2 separate regions of the Pan troglodytes genome follow, and region 2 is linked to region 1. The links are chromatin contacts, called in public Hi-C maps. All regions are on one chromosome and are shown on one strand. Each heading gives the region's core, a stretch centred on a gene start, on an enhancer-like site or on the middle of the called end of the contact. The rest is flanking DNA. Distances are from core to core; before and after follow the strand shown.

Evidence for each region. A called contact is a pair of places that touch in the nucleus more often than the background predicts.
Region 2: a contact with region 1 is called in a Hi-C map of stem cell-derived neural progenitor cells, with 7 times the contacts expected there. The contact joins the promoter of NRP2 here to the promoter of PARD3B in region 1. A contact is called at or near these places in 1 of 7 Hi-C or Micro-C datasets (stem cell-derived neural progenitor cells) and 1 of 1 other capture datasets (stem cell-derived neural stem cells).

Annotation. Positions count from the first base shown.
Region 1 is chr13:106,773,313-106,777,451 of NHGRI_mPanTro3-v2.0_pri, reverse strand. It overlaps PARD3B (par-3 family cell polarity regulator beta), which reads right to left and starts at 2,800. Exons shown (of 22, transcript XM_009444085.4): 1 at 2,157-2,800. The coding sequence starts at 2,276.
Region 2 is chr13:107,906,954-107,910,687 of NHGRI_mPanTro3-v2.0_pri, reverse strand. NRP2 (neuropilin 2) reads right to left here and starts at 2,166. Exons shown (of 17, transcript XM_016950360.4): 1 at 1,215-2,166. The coding sequence starts at 1,287.

The DNA of each region.
Region 1 (4,139 bases), core at 1,551-4,050:
TCAGAAAGTGAATTTATTACACATTGTTTTTCAAATTGAATTTTGACATTTCTGGCCTTTTCTCATTTAAAAAAATGAATAAAAGCATGGAATTTGTTAGAGTATTTATTGACCTTTTAGTGCCATTATGAATACAATTTAATATTAGTTAAATCTTGTTATGATTACAATATTATTTAAAATAAAACTATGGGAGAAGAATACTTGGGGAGGGGAAAAATCATCACTTACTACTTCTTAAAATGAAATTTTAAAAGTGAAAATAAGAGGAAGGATTTATATGCTGCAGGTGACCTTTAAATGTCACATTCACTAATATATAAATGTAAACAGAAAAATATAAGTCTGGTAATAATAGTAAACTGATCAATGCAACTACATTGTTCTGTGATATTATAAGTTACGTTTCCATTCCAGAATGTCAATAGTTTTTTAACACCTTTTAAGATCAAATTATAGTGAATTAAATATCAGCTGGTTATTTCTCTTCATGTTATTTACAAGCTTGTAGTTTATCTCTTACTTGGATAGCCCCCTGTACTAAACTTCTAAATATACAAGATTTGAGAGCATAAATTATTTAATAGTTCAAAAGTAACTTCAATTTGGTAAGACAATCCCTCAATGAGATCTATTTCAATAATCTGTCTGGAGTAATATTGTTACTATTAATCTTAGCTCACTTTCAAAAGTTAGTGAAATATGATTTAATAGACAATTGGTTACTTGTTTAAATCTCAGTTAACTGAATTACATGATTTAAACAGCAAACACTATTTTAACAATGGCAAACACATATGCACGTGCACACACACACATAACATGGCAGTAGATTTTCACACAGCTTTATAAACCACTTTAATTTTTTCCCTCCTCTACCTCAATTCCATCAGTAAAGAGTTCATCTTTAGGGGTTATATTTAATATATTAACAGACCTTTCATTGTACTCTCCTCCAGTTCTTGAGTATCCAAAGCAATATGCACATATATTTGTCCAGAGCTGAATTTTTTTTCTGTATAATAATTCTTCATGGAGGCAAAGAAGGTGCAAGTATTTTCTTAAACCCCTAAGCTATACACTTGTAAGAAACAATTACTTTTATGCTTTGGATAACCGACAAGAAGTTAAAAGAAATTAAAACTTACGTTTTTCCATCACTAGATTGGCCAACCCACTATTTTAGTCACATGGCATGAGACCAAATATTAAGAGAACCATTGGCCGCTAAAACAAGAATTTGTGACTTGCCCTGTTTGAGGAGCATTTGGGACATACAAAATGTTCCATGTGAAGATTCAAAAAATTAAAAGGTTATTCAATGCTTTCATTTAGAAGTTTCACTGAGGAAGTCCCAGAGGCCCAATGTTACCCAAATACTTGGCATAAGTTCTAGTGCCAGATATTTTCTCAACAAGTATTGCACACTTAAAAAAAAATTGTCACTTAATGTATACTTGTTCCTGACTTCAGCTACAGAGCTAGGAACGTCTTTCTCATTTTAATAGTCACTCAGGACCTGACAACAGCCCACACACATAGTAAATGGTCATAGAATCTGTGACATTAAACTGAAAACACTCAAAATGTAGACAGGTTGGCTAAGCAAACAGCATGCTCCCACCTGTGTTCCTGCCCAAGTCACTGAGACAGGGCAGCTCACAAGGCTGAAACTCCAAAGGCCCCATCAGTTGTAACTTCCGAGTATGTGTCACTTGCACAATCAACTTTCTAACTCCAAGGAGCCTAAGTGAGGCGGGCCTTAATGGGTCAAAAATCACACTTAGGTGAGCAGCACCTTTTAAGACGTTCCCTCAAACAAGTTCTAAACCAGTGGTTCTCAAACTTCAGTGGGCACTCCAATCACCTGAGCAGATCCTGAGTCGGTGGGTTTGGGGAACTGCCCATATTGGGCAGTTCTAAGAAGCTCCCAAGAGATTCCAATGCTGCAGGTCCACTCACGACCCTCGGAGCTCAAGGCCCACAAACACCCAAAGACACCCACATCACTGATATTAGCAATAGACAACAGCTGCAGCTACAGGCAGTGCCCCATAATCCCCTGGGTTTTCTGCATCCCCTGAGTGTCGCCACCGGGTCGCACCTGGCAGGTGCCTTGGCTGCAGCCGCGCCCCCCTCCTCCGCGCCGCGCTCACCTTCTCCCGGGTCTTCAGGTACCGCTGCAGCGCCTGCTGGGTGAGCTCGCCGACGCGCAGCTGGCCCTCCTTGCAGGGCACCACGATGCCCGTCCTGCCGAAGCACACGGTCACTTTCATCCTGGCCCCCGGCGACCACGCCGGGCCGGGCCGAACAGGTGTCTGACCCCGCGGGCGCAGCCCCCACTCTCGGAGAACGCCCGGGGCGGGTGGGCCCGGAGACCCGGGGCGCCGCTCCCCGGAACACCCTGAGGCCCGGAGGCTCGCGGCAGCGCCCCTTCCACCTGGCCAGGCGGCAGGTGGCGGGAATCGGGGAGGGGCGGCCGCGGAAAGGGGTTACCTCCCAGGTGCCCGGCGCCCCGGGACGCGGCAGCTCCGCGGCCCGGCTCCTCCTCCTCCTCCTCCCGCTCCTATTCCTGCCCGGCCCAGGCGGCTGCTCCGCGCCCACCAAAGCGAAACTGCCGGCCCTGCCCTGTCGCTGGCCCTGGCCCTGGCCCTGGCCCTGGCGGCGTTGGCAGGGCCGGCCCCAAGCCCGGGGCTGGAGTGGGCGGCGGCGGCGGCGGCGCACGGGGCCAGAGTTGGGAGGAAACTTTTGCGCCGGCTCCCAACTCCTCTGCGGCGCCCGCGCTCTGGGCTCCCGCGGTCCCGGGGACGGCCTGGGCCCGGCTCTTAAAGGGGCCGCGGCGCTCCCGGGCCCCGCCGCACGCTGGGCGACGACGTGCCCCGGCCCTGCGGGCCAGTAACTGGAGCCCGGGAGTCTCGTCTCGTCACCTGGGTCTCTCCCTGGCTCTCTCCCTCTCGCACGCATGCACACGGAGCTCTGGGGAGTTGTAAGGGGACCCGAGGGCTACACGCTCGAGGATTGAAACCGGATCTCAGAAAGAACACCCGAGGGAAGAGCGAGGAGACTGCAGAGCTGCGCCCTTCACAGGAGGGGACTGCAGCAAGATGCAAAAGGAGCCCAGGAGCAGGTGCTTCTAGTCACGCCCACCAAAAACACCCAAGGGGCGAGGCTGCCGGGTGCTGAGATGCAGGAGTGCCCCGAGGGCCTGTTAGGAACTCGCCTTAAGCACAGCCCTTGCCGCTGCCCTCAGGAGCCCTGCGATAGCAGAGCTGAAGCGAACCTTGGAGAGAACGCGCCAGTGGAAACTTTTCCTTTTACAGACCCTCGAGGACACTGAGTATTTGGCCAAAGGTCACACCCAAGACCCAGATATGATCGCGTGTGTTGACGCATAGCCTTCTGGAATGCGACTACCGTTGTGCATTTTATTAGGAAAAAAAAAAGTTAACACCCTTAGGCTCATGATTTGGCAGGTGTGTATCCATCACCAATTGAAATGGGAATATGTGGGGGAAACCAACAAACTACATTAGTTTCATTCTTAGCTCTCATGTAAATGAGCTCCTTTGAGCTTAACAACTACCCTGTAGGTAGATATTATTCTTCGCATCTTGTGCATCAAGAATGGTGCTCGGAGAGGTCAAGAGACTGAGCAGACCATGGTGTTAGTTCTGTTGAAAAGAACTCAGGTCTTCTGAGCTCAATCTCTGGTCTCTCCCTGCAGTTTTCTTAGCCATCCAGTTCATCCAGCAAGACCCTCAGGGCTGCATCATGTGTTTCTCTACAGAAGGATGTGCTCCTATGTGGACACACTTAAATTGAACGTGAATTGCCTAGGATGGTATGATAATGCAGAGGAGATTAAATTCATGGGTTTCAAGAGGTTTTTTAGAAAAATAAATTTTAGCTCATTCATAAATTCAGTAAGTATATATTGGTTGTCTTCTATGTATAGAAAGTCAGTGGCAAACCAAGAGGATCATGTAAACCAAGTCCATTGTAATTTGGTTGTAAATCCAATACAAACTAATTTACATTTAAATAAACCAAAGGCAGAATTGATCACCTCATAAAATCAGAAGATCCAGAGGGCACTCCATTGAGGCAAGGTTGAAAGCAGGAACTCAAACTATGTCCTC
Region 2 (3,734 bases), core at 917-3,416, 1.1 Mb before region 1:
GCTGGGTGGGGGGGGGGGGGGAGGCGGGGTGGTGAGGAGAAGGAAGGGTGACAGTACCAGATGCAAGGCTAGGATCCACTAGCTGATGTTCTGGGGATGCCCAGGAGGCTGCAGAGTTAGCTCTACCACTGCCGCCATCGCCTTGCAAGTGCCTTGGGTGAGGGCACTTCAGGAAGGCTTTTTCGCCTTTCTTTCACCCATTTCCTCCATAGATGGTTTCTCCATCTCCAATGACCTGTAGCAGCTGCTAAGAGTTTTGTTGTTAGATTCCAGACACCGTTCTCAGAGGGGTAGGGAGGCTCACTCTAGAGAGTGGTCCCAGAATGAAGCACAAACCCCACTGCATTCCCCATGGATTCCCCTTTCCAGAGCATACCCCTTGCCGCTCCCCACAAATGCGGTCCCCAGACTGTTCTGGGCCTCGAAATGCTTATCTCCACAGCGGCCTGTCCACACACCCTTTTTGGCAGTGGTTGAGAACAAATTCCACTCAAAAGTTTCTAACCACTTCACAAGAGTGAGAGACCTTCGAGGGCCTGCAATTTGTTTTAGCTAATAATAATTTCTAAAAGAACGTATGATTTACTTTCCCAGACAACACATGGATGAAGAGAGAAGGGACCAACCGTCTTGGTTGCCAGCAGCACCCAACCCCAAGCTCCTATCTCAGCCACAAGCCAACTTGCTCCACCAGCCTGAGCCTTATGATTCTGAAGCATAACCAGTCATTCTCCAAAGAATCTACAGTATCTGAAAACCAAAACTAAACTCTTGTCTTTCCCAAGCCCTTCAGTTAACATCGCTCAATGTAACTAAGTGGAGGGAATGCAAATGATTTATATTTCACTGGCTAGTTGGAGAAACTCAAGGGAGATGTGTTCTGCTTCAAGACAGGGAAAAAAAATTCCCAAAAACTGTAATGCAAAGGCTTTGTAGTATTTTTAAACCTTTGATTCAGTCCATATGTGACATGTGAACACCGCCAAATTCTGTTTCAAAACACACACACACACACACACACTCCTAGCAGGAGAGGAAAGTTGGGTTTTAGCAGCCGTGGTGGTGTAGGAAGGGCCGGCTGGGATCTCTCTTTAAATTATTGAGTACTGAGGGAGCCTTCTTCTGTGCCGTTCTGCGTGGCCTTCCTGCTTTAGCGGTCACTTTTAAAGGGGAAACCATGTTGCAATAAATAGAAAAAACTTTCAGTGGCTTACCTGGTTGGCCTCTCACTTGGTGTCTTGAAAAGTAGAGGGCTAAGAAAACCCAGGTGAGAGGAAACATATCCATTTTGGAGAAGGTGGCTCTTTCCAGAGCTGGGTTCGTAGGTTTCTTGTTTAAATCTTTGTGTTTTTCTCTCTTTTATTTTCCTCCTTACAACGTCTTATGCAGAGGTTTCTAATGGTCAGCGTTTCCCTCCTGAGTCCTGGTGGCTTGTCTTCACCTTTATTCTTGCTGGAATTTCCACCTCACCAGGAGGAGAGTAGCTCCTGAAATCAGCAAAGAAGGAACAAGCCGGGAAGAGAACACGGTTTTCCTCTCAAAAACAAAACGCATATATGTTCTCTCCAGTTCTTCAAAGTGTCATTTCCTTTATCCTACAATATCACGAGTATTTCCCGAAAGCCAAGCGTAACAATAATGATAATAATAATAATTAAAACCAAGACTTGCCTTGGGCATCACACTGCCCCCAGGCAGCTGTGTGATCTCAGAGGCGTAAACTGACACACATCCCGTGGCACCCTTGACGGACACGCGGGCGGAGGCAGCCGCCGCCGGACAGCCCGAGTGGAAGGCGGCCGCCCTGCTCTTGTCCTCGCCGGGTTCCCCCGGCGGGAGCCTCCCCCAACGGCTACACCCGCTTGGCCAGCCTCTCGAGGGGAGTCTGAGGAAGGAAGCTGCTGCTGCTGTTGCTGCTGCTGGTGCGGCGGCGGTGGCGGCTGGGATCGCCTGGGAGTGAGCGAGCCCCTCTCCGAGTTCGCTGGCGCCCGCCCTCACCTCCACCTCGCCGAGTGTCTGTGCGGCTGAGGATGTGCTGGGGGCCGGCTGCAGGCTGGTGCCTCGCTCGCGATCTCTGCCTCCCCTCCGGCTCCCCACTGCCTTTTCAGGCCGAGCAGCATGTGGATGTCAGAGCCGCGGCAGAGCTATCCGATTACGCGCCGGCTCAGGGCCCGCCCCTTCTGTGTTCCTGATTAAAGAGGCAGCAGCGGAGACGCGCGGCGCAGAGCAGAGTGCCGCGGCACCCAGCTCGGGCGGGGCGGCGGCGGCTTCTCTCGGGCCGCCGCAGGATCGAAGTTAAGGCGGCGCCCACCCCACCACCCCTCGCCCGCCCCGCATCTCCCGATCGCCCCCGCGCACCTCCGCGCCGGGCCGCCGGTGCGTAACGCCCTGGGGAAGAAGCGCCCCCGGGCACCCCCAGGGCGCGCCGCCCTTGGCCGTGTCGCCCCCACCCAAGGGAGACCCCGGGGGGACGGGGGGAAAAGCCTTGTTCCCCCTAAATTCCACGACTCCGATGCCACACACGCAGAACCCAACACAATGCCACGCGCGATGGCGTTACAAGAGGAGTTGGGTGGCGTACGGTGTTTGGGGTAGCGAGCCGGTCGGCAGCTCAGCCATGCGTTCGAACAGGCAGCGGTGCGTGGCGGCGACACACACCGTCAGCCCGGTCTGAATAAAACCCCAAACACTCGCGGCGTTTACTACTCAGATCCTTTGTTATGTCCCAAACATGCTCTGCTCCTCTCTGGGTTAGGATTTCGTTACCCCTGCGCCTTTAACTTGTAACTACGCTAAAAAGAGGAAAGATTTTCTTCAGCAAATAATTTCTTCAGGTAATTAAATTGGATTCCATCAAGTTCCCCCGAAAAAGTATAGGTGCTTGAAGGCGTCTCATCCAAATGCTACTGTAACTACGTCTATTCACATTTTCCCCCATGGAAACGTGGTCACAAAGCCTAGAGAAAGAAAACATCATTATGCCAACTATTTTTAAATGGAGGCGTGAAAACTGTTTAGAGGGAACTGCAAGCTAACAGTTGGGGAAACACTTGTATCTTTGTTTCTGAGGATGGCTTTGTGGATTCCAAACTGTCTTGCTTCACCAGACACCTATTACTACATTATCATAAAGACTGCAACAGAAACAGCCTAAATTACACCCTGCACATGTACACCTTTTCTGCCACAAAAGAGGTATATGAAAAATAAGAAAATTCAGAAAAATATTTACAGATTAAGATTTTTTTTTAATTAAGAAAGTAAAATTTTCTGTAGATTAAGAAAAATACAGTTTCGGTGACGAGAAACACACACCTGACTACCCATTTTCTTCTTGGCTTGTACTTGTGGATTCTTCTGGGTGGTTTCCCTCCTTATCTGGACTTGCCCATTAGCTTTGTTTATCACTTTTAGTGTTTGAAAAATCTGTAACTCCCACTTAACTGTTATTTACACTGAGATAACCAAAACAAAATTGAATCAGAAGTGATTTGCAAATAGTTGAGCCAAGCTGTGTTGGGGGGTGGGGCGGGATTTTAGAGTGGAAATCCACAGGTTGACTATCACACTGTTAATCTCAGATGCCTGGTTGGGAAAGGCACAGCACAGAGGCCTCTGAGTTCTTCCAGGGAGCATGTCTCTTGGCTAGCCTAAATGCTACCTTTCATTCCCTCTTTGCCTCCCTCCTTCCTCTTCCTCCCTCCTTTCCTTCCTTCTTCCTTCCTTTCTAGGCT